Linked DNA regions of Mus musculus: regions 1 and 3 are each linked to region 2. The links are chromatin contacts, called in public HiChIP or PLAC-seq and promoter capture Hi-C maps. All regions are on one chromosome and are shown on one strand. Each heading gives the region's core, a stretch centred on a gene start, on an enhancer-like site or on the middle of the called end of the contact. The rest is flanking DNA. Distances are from core to core; before and after follow the strand shown.

Region 1 (2,700 bases), core at 166-2,665, 2.8 Mb after region 2:
GAGGCATATAAACATCAAGTATGAAGGTCCCACAGGAGTTAAGGTGAAGACTACACCCCCATTCTTTTGAAAATTGACCTGAGGTCAGAGGACAAGCTAAAACTTGGCTCAGTAACAAACTTACTGATTCCTCTGCATCTGAATCCTCTCATATCTTAACATATTTACAATTATGCCTTTTGCCAAATAAGGCAATTAGGTTAGACATATTTATTTATATTGGTAGAAGGCCAAGCTTTATATGATAATGCCAAAGAATGGAGAAATATTTAATATTTGACTCTAGATCATCCTTAATAATAAGAAAGCTATGATCAGCCCCTTTTAACATAAGATTCCAATTTAAAATGCCATGCAACTTTTAAAATTATATGAAAGTCAACCATGGCTTGAAATTTAAATCCCAACTCACTAATTGACAGACAAGTAAACCAAGCAATAGATCAGTAAGTAAACTTAACCACTTCCTTTCTCATAAACACTCAGCATATAGGGAGAACCTCATTTGCTTTTTGCCAAGACAAAATTGGACTTGAACCAGAAAAATCATACGATGTTTTGTATGCATAGAATTTCACCAGTTCACAAAGCTGCAAAGAAAAAGCAGGCTATGAGCACAGACATGCTTGTATAAACATTGGCATACAATGAGTACAGGAGTACAGGAGCTTATCACGATAGGGATATAGAGTGTGACATTTATTCCCTGTGGGCACATGTAATGTGGCATTTATTCACTATAGCCACACATACTATGGCATTTATTCACTATAACCACACAGTGTGGCATTTATTTACTATGGACACACATAGTGTGGCATTTATTCTCTCTAGGCACAAACACTTAAGCACTTTTACACTATAGACGTGTGCCATTTATTCTCTATTGGCACATATAGTGTGTCCCTTATTCACTATAGGCACACATACTGTGGCATTTATTTGCTATAGGCATATATTTTTAGCTCATTTCTAATTTCTCAGAGTAAACTGCAGACAAAAAGAAGTTGTTAGTTTGAGAGGCTTCTACTGTCTGGTTCCTCTGAACATAGAATTTCCTCAATAAAATACAGTCTTTAATAAATAGTCAAAGCTAGATTTCAAACATTTTGCTCAGAAATATCTTTAATGCATTATGCTTGAGTGACGATGCTTATCTTGGTTGCACTAACCTATAACAGTCTTAGGAGTCAGTGTTTGCATTAGCAGTCCAGTCTCCTGCCACAAGACTGTAGATGCCATCTGGTTTGCAAAGCCTGCCTACATCCCCTGATTATATCTTTAGCTTCCTTCACTGCAGTGCCTGCCAGGTGAGCCGCCACCCGCTGCAAAGGCAAAGAAGGCGAGAGGCCTGGTGGGGTCATTCCTAATAAGCTAGCGTGTGAATACTAATCAGCAGTGGGGAAGCAGAGGTCACCCCAGCCTGCCTGTTGGCAGGTAGCGATGTGCTCTGTGGCAGATGGCAGGCATTATCGACTCTCCACAAAGGCCTAGAAGAGAAATAAGCATCAGGGCTGAATGATAGAGTTATTGAGATTCTGAGCAAGATGCAAGCAGATGTGATGTTTGCCAGTATCCACCGTAAACAATATGCCAGCAGAATTCTTTAAAAAGAGCATGTGTGTACAAACATGAAACAGAACTCATTTCACCAGTGTTAATGCAGTCTTCCTCCTTAACCATGTGTGCACCGAACTCAGGCTTCTGCAATTAGTGATCTCTCATGAGACAGCTGACCCATGAACATCCAATCTCTGCAATCTATGGCTCCTAATAATATCAGGAGACACACTTATAAAAGGAGAAATGCCTTCCTCAGTTAAGTCATTGTTAAAACACACACACACACACACACACACACACACACACACACACACACAGCAGAAACACTGGAAACACTGTGCACATACTTGTGGTACCCAGCCCAGATGCAACCTGCCAAAGGCAACCTGTTGTTTCAAATCCTAATATTGCACTAATGGACAGTAAACCTGCAGGTCACGCCATGGTGGAATACTGTCACAATCAAACAGGTCACGCCATGGTGGAATACTGTCACAATCCAAGTCATGGAAAGGGTGACAACATACAGCAGACATTTGCATTGTTTGTAGATATTTGGACAGAAGGAAAAGAAAATAAAAGCATTTCTTCTTCGAGGGGAAAAGGGAAATTAAATCTTCATCAAAAGGACACAGAAAGGACCCAGCTGTTAGAGGCACACCATTCCCAGACTTTCATACACATACCATTTGTGTTTGTCCTAGACATAGGACACCATTGGCTGTATTAAGTCAAATGGCATTATTTGATTTGAGACTAACAAGGTCATAGGGATGTCTCCCACCCCAAATGGCATCCCTTACAGAAGGACATCGCTACAATCAAAATCCTCTCTACCATATGCAAAGCTCTGTGGCATTACATGTAGCATGAAACTAGAGGGGCCGAAGCTGTGCAATACCAATGAGGAACTGAAGGCTTTCCCCGCAAAATGCTTTCTTTCCCCCAGGTAGCTGAAGGTGCATACAGTGGCACTCTGATGAACAGTTCCTGTGGAGATCTTTAAAACGCATTTTAATTACGGTAATGAATTCTTAGGAACGCCTTACCTGGTTAGGTTCATATACCATCAGTCTGTTCTGATACTGTGCGGTGTTTGTCACCCCACCTGTAACAGAGGAGCACATTTTAGAGCTT
Region 2 (2,700 bases), core at 58-2,557:
CAGACAGTCATAAACCAAGGCAGGCTTAAGATACATTGGTGTGTACATCACAGAAGCTACAGCAAGATGGGGACACTTTTTACATCGCTGCAGATGCTATCTGATAACATTCTTAGCTCTTGGGTTGGTGGAAACTGGGAGTCAGCTAAGTTAAAAAGTTCCAAAGGCTGGGGCAGTGGTTAATAGCGCTGGTACCAGAGTTCAATTCCTAGTACCCACATGGCAGCTTACAACTATCTGTAGTCCAGCAACAAGTGATTTGACACCCTCACACAGACATGCACGCAGGCAAAACACCAATACACATAAAATAAAAATAAATAAATCATTTTTTTAAAAGTTCTAAAAGGTTTTTAATCTATTAGTCACAGGATTTAGCTCTAATATGGGGAGGTTGGCAAAGACTGGCAATTCGTGGGTAAAGCTAGGGCCAGATTGGGTAATTAGCCTCTGGACTTGTAAAATTCCAACCTCTCCACATCACTGAAGCTCCAATCAATCTTTGCAGACACAGACTTTTTCCTGGAATTCTCCTTCATAACTCTTTTTAGTTACACTGACATTTCAAGAAAGTCATTTTCCAATATTTAGGTTAAGAATGCTGTGTTTCTTAGAATTTTTGTTTCCTTTTGTAATTAAACTCCTAGTCTGGAAAGTTGACATTTTAGATATATGAACATTGTTCACGCTAAACACCTTTTACCTCCTTTCGGGAGGCCATCTTGGAGTTTAGGTAAGGAAGGACCAGTGGAAACTCTGCTTCTCAGTTACTTTTCCTTAAAGAGTAGCTGAGCGAAGTTGAACTGAGTAAATGTTCCCACCAGGGGGCGCGATGCTAGGAGGTGAACAAGGAGACCTAGCAAACACCCTGCTTCCAGAACTCAGGCTCTGCGACTCAGGCCTGGCACAGTGAGTTCCAAGTTGGCAGGGTTTGACTTGCGGTCCTCTCCGTAGTCTGAAAGAGGCAAAGCGATTCAGCATCCTTCCCAAAGCGGAACTGATTCTTAGAACGCATTTGCTCTTCGAGGGTCTCCTGCCTAAAGTTTACTAAATTCCGTCCATTGTACCGGAACGTTAGGCTCGGCTTTGTGCTGGCTGTACAAATGAAAATGTGTCGGGTATGACACGGGCTTCACACACAAGAGGGTCCAACTCGAGGTGGGTTGGGTTTGCCCTCAACAAAAATGGCGCGGACTCGTCCCGTCGGTAAGATCACATGGTCGTAAGCCTGGCTGAGAATCAGTGTGACTTCAGCCGAAAAGCGGATGTTATTATCATTCACTTCCGGGTGAGAACCACCGGGCGCCATCTTGTCTTGTTCATGAAGAAGTAGAAGCATCGAAAGGTTGGAGAGAATTACAGGAACGGTGGCGACAGCGGTATTCCGGAACCGGAGCGGGTAAGCGACGAGCAGTTTACCCCGGGGGACCTGCCGGAGGACTAAAGTCCTCTGGGTCAGTGTGGCGAACGGAGCGGGACTCAGGCTGCGTACGCTGCTTGGCGCCACCGCCAGAACCTCATTCCGGAGAAGCTCCGGCGTCCGCCCGAGAGAGTGAGCGAGAGAGCCGCTGTCGCCCGAAGGGAACCGCCTTTGGCTAAGGAGAGGGCTCACGACCCATTCTTCGAACTAAGAGTTTCCTTTGAGAAGGCAAGGGACTAATTGTTGGGCGCCTGAGCGGCCGTTAAGCAGTGCGCGTGCGCAGTGGGAACCCTTGAGGGGCAGGGAGTGTGGAGGGGCGGAGGCGGCGGGGGCCGGGATCTGGAACTTCGACTCTGCGACTCGCACTACGCAGGCGCAACCGCTTTCTGCTGCGTCCTAGACAAGTATCATTTAGTTGCTTAGTTTTGGTGTTTTTACCCAGTGATGGGTATTATGTGTTAAGCATCACTGAGGAAACAAGTAGTATCCTATATTTCAGTTGTTTCGTAGTTTTGTGGATAATAGTGTCATCTTAACAAAACTGGGCACTGAGCAAATTTTGACTGTGCTTGATTAAATTAGCAGTCTTTAATACTTCATTTACCTTTTCTCTTCCTAACCCTAGATAAAACAAAAACAATCTTGGATTTTTTTTTTTTTTTGAGTACATCCAGCTAAAACCAAACCAGAACAGTAAAGACTTTATTTGTGGGGTGGTTTTCTAAAGCATCAGGGGAGACGTAATGAGTTCTCGGATATTCTTAAGACACACAATTTAAAACATAAGTAAGCTTTATATTTAAGGACTTTTTTGAGCCTCATTATATGATCCTGGCTGGCCTGGAACTCCTGCCTTCGCTCATGAATGCTGGAATTAAATGTATTCACTACCACATCAAGCCCTAGAACTTAATTTAATTATAGAAAAATTAAACAGCTAGTGTATAACCACGTGTTTTATTTTCTCAGTAACATATACTTCCATGACACGTTTTTTTGTTTTTTTTTACTATTAATGGAACAATGTTGTTACATTATTAATTGAGGGCATGCTCCTATTTCCTTAGTTAAAGAAAAAAATCATTTTTAAAAAAAGATAGTATTTTTCTGTGGAGATCCCCTGGAACTGAAGTTACAGATGGTTGTGAGTTGCCATGAGGTGCTGGCAACTGGAGGCAGGTCCTCTGCAAGAGCAGCCGGTGCTGTAGCTGCTGAGCCTTCTGGCCACCGTCTCTGTTCAATGAAAAATTACTACTTTATGTCTATGTGTCAGTCCTAGC
Region 3 (2,700 bases), core at 168-2,667, 2.7 Mb after region 2:
AACGTGTGTGGGTGTTTGGTTTCAATATTCAGCAGAAATAGAGGTGGGTTCCTGTGGCTCCTCTAGTCTGCCCTTTTCTACTGTGTGATCTGTTTGAGTTAGGCTGCTTGCTCAGAATTTCTGATGCTTCTGTCCTTATGTTTGTCAAAAAGCACTACTCACATGGATTAATATTGTTCCCTTTTTGGGGTGTAATCATATCTAACTTCTTCACTAGATAATGAGTCTGTGGTTTGTTCTTTTTTACATAATTGTATATGCTTATTTTTAATTTGCTTGTGGTGTCTAGTATGTGCCAAATAAAGGTTTATTTGGGGCATTAGTAATTCAGCAGTGCACAGAACAAAATGAATACTACTTCAGAGAGTTGATGTATCTAGGACTGTAAAATCTCAATCTGGGATTGAGAGTCACTGTGTAGGTGGAACAAGAGTGATTCTGAAGTGTAGTTCCTTGAATGAATTTTAAGCTCTAGTGTTCACTGTGTCTCCTTATGTACTGTTAGTTTTCAAACAAATATGTGTGTATATATATGTAGTTGGAACCAGGTAGTATTTGGGTTTGGGAATGTACCTCAGTGTTAGGAAGCTTGCCTACTTTGTAAGTTCATCAGCACAATTAAAAATATAGTGGGGTGAGGGTTAAATAATATTTGACCAACTCTGATAATGTCTAGATTTTTTTTCAAAAGAAACTCAACACTTGTCACACTTACTCATTTTCTGAACAGTGACCAGAACTAGTTCTAAGCAGTTAAGTGGGAAGCTGAGTAAAGGAGGTTGTTAGTCTTACAACCTCTCTTGAATTTTAATGTTCCAATTTATTGTACCCTGAGAGATGATATTCAATCTAAAGTTAGTTCTCTAAATTCCTACTGGAAGAAAGAAAGGTAAAGCTAGAACTGGAAGCTAATTCCTAGTATAGTCCTTTTATTTATTTAGAAACATAAGACCCCCTACTAAATTCTAAATAAATAAATGTGAGGGGAGATTTATTTATGCAAATTTGACATTAGAGGAAATGTTGATTCGTGGCAAAACTGAGAAGGGATATGAGACATCCGTGGGAAGAGGAGAAAACAAGTTAGCAATTAGGTTAGGTAAATTCAGTCTACAGCTAAGTTGCTTTAAGTTTCTTTATATCCCTACTACCTTTCAGAGCACACAACACACCAAAATGGTCTTTAAAGTTAACATGACAGACTACCTACATTGTTTTTTAAAAATATACTTTACTTAAGGAAATCATTTTGACAGTTATCTTTAACATACATGGCATTTGATTCTGCTCAGTAGAGCTTTAAATAGAAGAAAACTCAACTAAAGTTGCTTCTTTTCAGGAAATCCTACCTTGAGTTCAAAGGGTCCTCACCCCCTCCTCGATTAGCATCCGTATTGGCCTTCGTCCTTCAGCTCTTCAAGGACACCGAAATGGGTGCCTGTGACCTTGAGCTGCTCCTTCCTGGCATCCTGAAATGTTTGGTGTTGGTAAATGAACCCCAAGGTTGGTTTCATCAGTCTTGATTTTTGTTAGCTTTTTCTGTGTCCAGGCTAAGCGGCTAATTTTCTCATGGGTTAAATTGATATTAGAGGTACAGGGTTATTTTCTATCTCTTAGTATGAATCATGGCTAACGAATCAAATATTGATAGTGGCTGGGCTGAGGTGGGGAAAAAGAATCAAATTCGGATACATTCAGCCTAGTTTATTTAGAGTTTTGTTTTAACCCCTTGAGGCAAGTACTTTATGGGGTATTTCCTTTGATTAGGCTTTTTATGTCCTCAAAAAAAAAATCTGCAGGCTTCCTGTGATGCCACATGGGACTTGTCAAATATCAGGTGGCGAGAGGTCTGTCTCTTCTCTTTAGTTGTCTGCTAGCTGTTTGGGACAAACCTGGCAAGTACCCTTGATTCCAGTCCATGTCCTCTTGGTGTCATCAGCCTTAATTTGCATGATCACTCTAAACTGTGAATCCTGCCGCCCCCCCCCCCCCCCACATGCTTTTAATAAGCTCGCTGAGAATGCAGAACAGGAATCCTAGCTCTGTCCTGATAAGCAGTTAGGCCATTGTGTTTGTGAAGAGGGTGTGTGTGTGTGTGTGTGTGTGTGTGTGTGTGTGTGTTGTAACTCGCTAAGATGAGTTTACAAGGTAGGCTGGGGATCTGAGAGCAATCCCCAAAGTGGTGGTGGAAAGTCTTTTCTCAAAAAGGTTAACATTTTTTTAAATATATATTCATTTCAGTGTTTGTAGTATTCCTGTCTGTTCTTAGTCTGATTCAGGAAAAGAGTGTCTATTACACTTCCGTATGGTGCTATCACTTGGTAGGAGGACGTGCCCTCTGGTGGCTCTTAGAAACACTGTCCTTGTTAAACTTCAACATGTTGAAGTGCATCGAAAGCCTTGCACTTCTTCATTCAAGGTTTGCTTCCTCAGAGCAAACAGCACTGCAGTCGTACAGTTATGGTTTGATTTCCTGTGGTTTCACCTACTACATGTTATCCACCATAGGTCAACTGTTAATACTAACTGGAAAATTCTGGAAGGAATGATTCATAAGTTTTAAATTATATGCCATTTGAATAGCATTATCTATATTGGATTCCACCAGCTCTCAGAAAACATGTCTCTGAGACAGAAGTAGATAAGCTCCCTTACCTAGGGGAAGCAGATGATAACTAGAGTGTAGGCTTTCTTGCTGAG

What was found. Promoter capture Hi-C pulls out the DNA fragments that hold promoters and counts their contacts. HiChIP or PLAC-seq counts read pairs in DNA pulled down with a chosen protein or histone mark.
Region 1: an H3K4me3 HiChIP or PLAC-seq map of embryonic forebrain shows a contact between it and region 2, with 15 times the contacts expected there. The contact joins the enhancer-like site here to the promoter of Pnisr in region 2. A contact is called at or near these places in 5 of 39 promoter capture datasets (the 3T3-L1 cell line, cranial neural crest, hippocampal neurons and 2 more) and 3 of 115 datasets of contacts at active chromatin or transcription factors (astrocytes, embryonic forebrain and large pre-B cells).
Region 3: a promoter capture Hi-C map of embryonic stem cells shows a contact between it and region 2, with 5 times the contacts expected there. The contact joins the enhancer-like site here to the promoter of Pnisr in region 2. A contact is called at or near these places in 8 of 39 promoter capture datasets (the 3T3-L1 cell line, the C10 cell line, cranial neural crest and 5 more), 6 of 115 datasets of contacts at active chromatin or transcription factors (acute myeloid leukemia, astrocytes, differentiating embryonic stem cells and 2 more) and 1 of 9 other capture datasets (adipose tissue).

What each region holds. Positions count from the first base shown.
Region 1 is chr4:24,630,031-24,632,730 of GRCm38.p6, forward strand. Klhl32 (kelch-like 32) reads right to left here. Exons shown (of 11, transcript NM_001163020.2): 8 at 2,613-2,671. Among named protein-coding and RNA genes, the nearest start is that of Gm31436, 37 kb to the right of the region's middle. Within about 2 kb of position 1,416, at least 16 of the 459 cell types and tissues checked have an H3K27ac peak or open chromatin away from gene starts, as enhancers often do. A contact at or near this core is called in embryonic forebrain, where this site is marked.
Region 2 is chr4:21,846,741-21,849,440 of GRCm38.p6, forward strand. It overlaps Pnisr (PNN interacting serine/arginine-rich), which reads left to right and starts at 1,308. Exons shown (of 11, transcript NM_001369189.1): 1 at 1,308-1,399. It overlaps 4930528A17Rik (RIKEN cDNA 4930528A17 gene), which reads right to left and starts at 1,708. Exons shown (of 1, transcript NR_028384.1): 1 at 1-1,708.
Region 3 is chr4:24,594,799-24,597,498 of GRCm38.p6, forward strand. It overlaps Mms22l (MMS22-like, DNA repair protein), which reads left to right. Exons shown (of 24, transcript NM_199467.3): 21 at 1,340-1,503. Among named protein-coding and RNA genes, the nearest start is that of Gm31436, 72 kb to the right of the region's middle. Within about 2 kb of position 1,418, at least 4 of the 459 cell types and tissues checked have an H3K27ac peak or open chromatin away from gene starts, as enhancers often do. A contact at or near this core is called in embryonic stem cells, where this site is marked.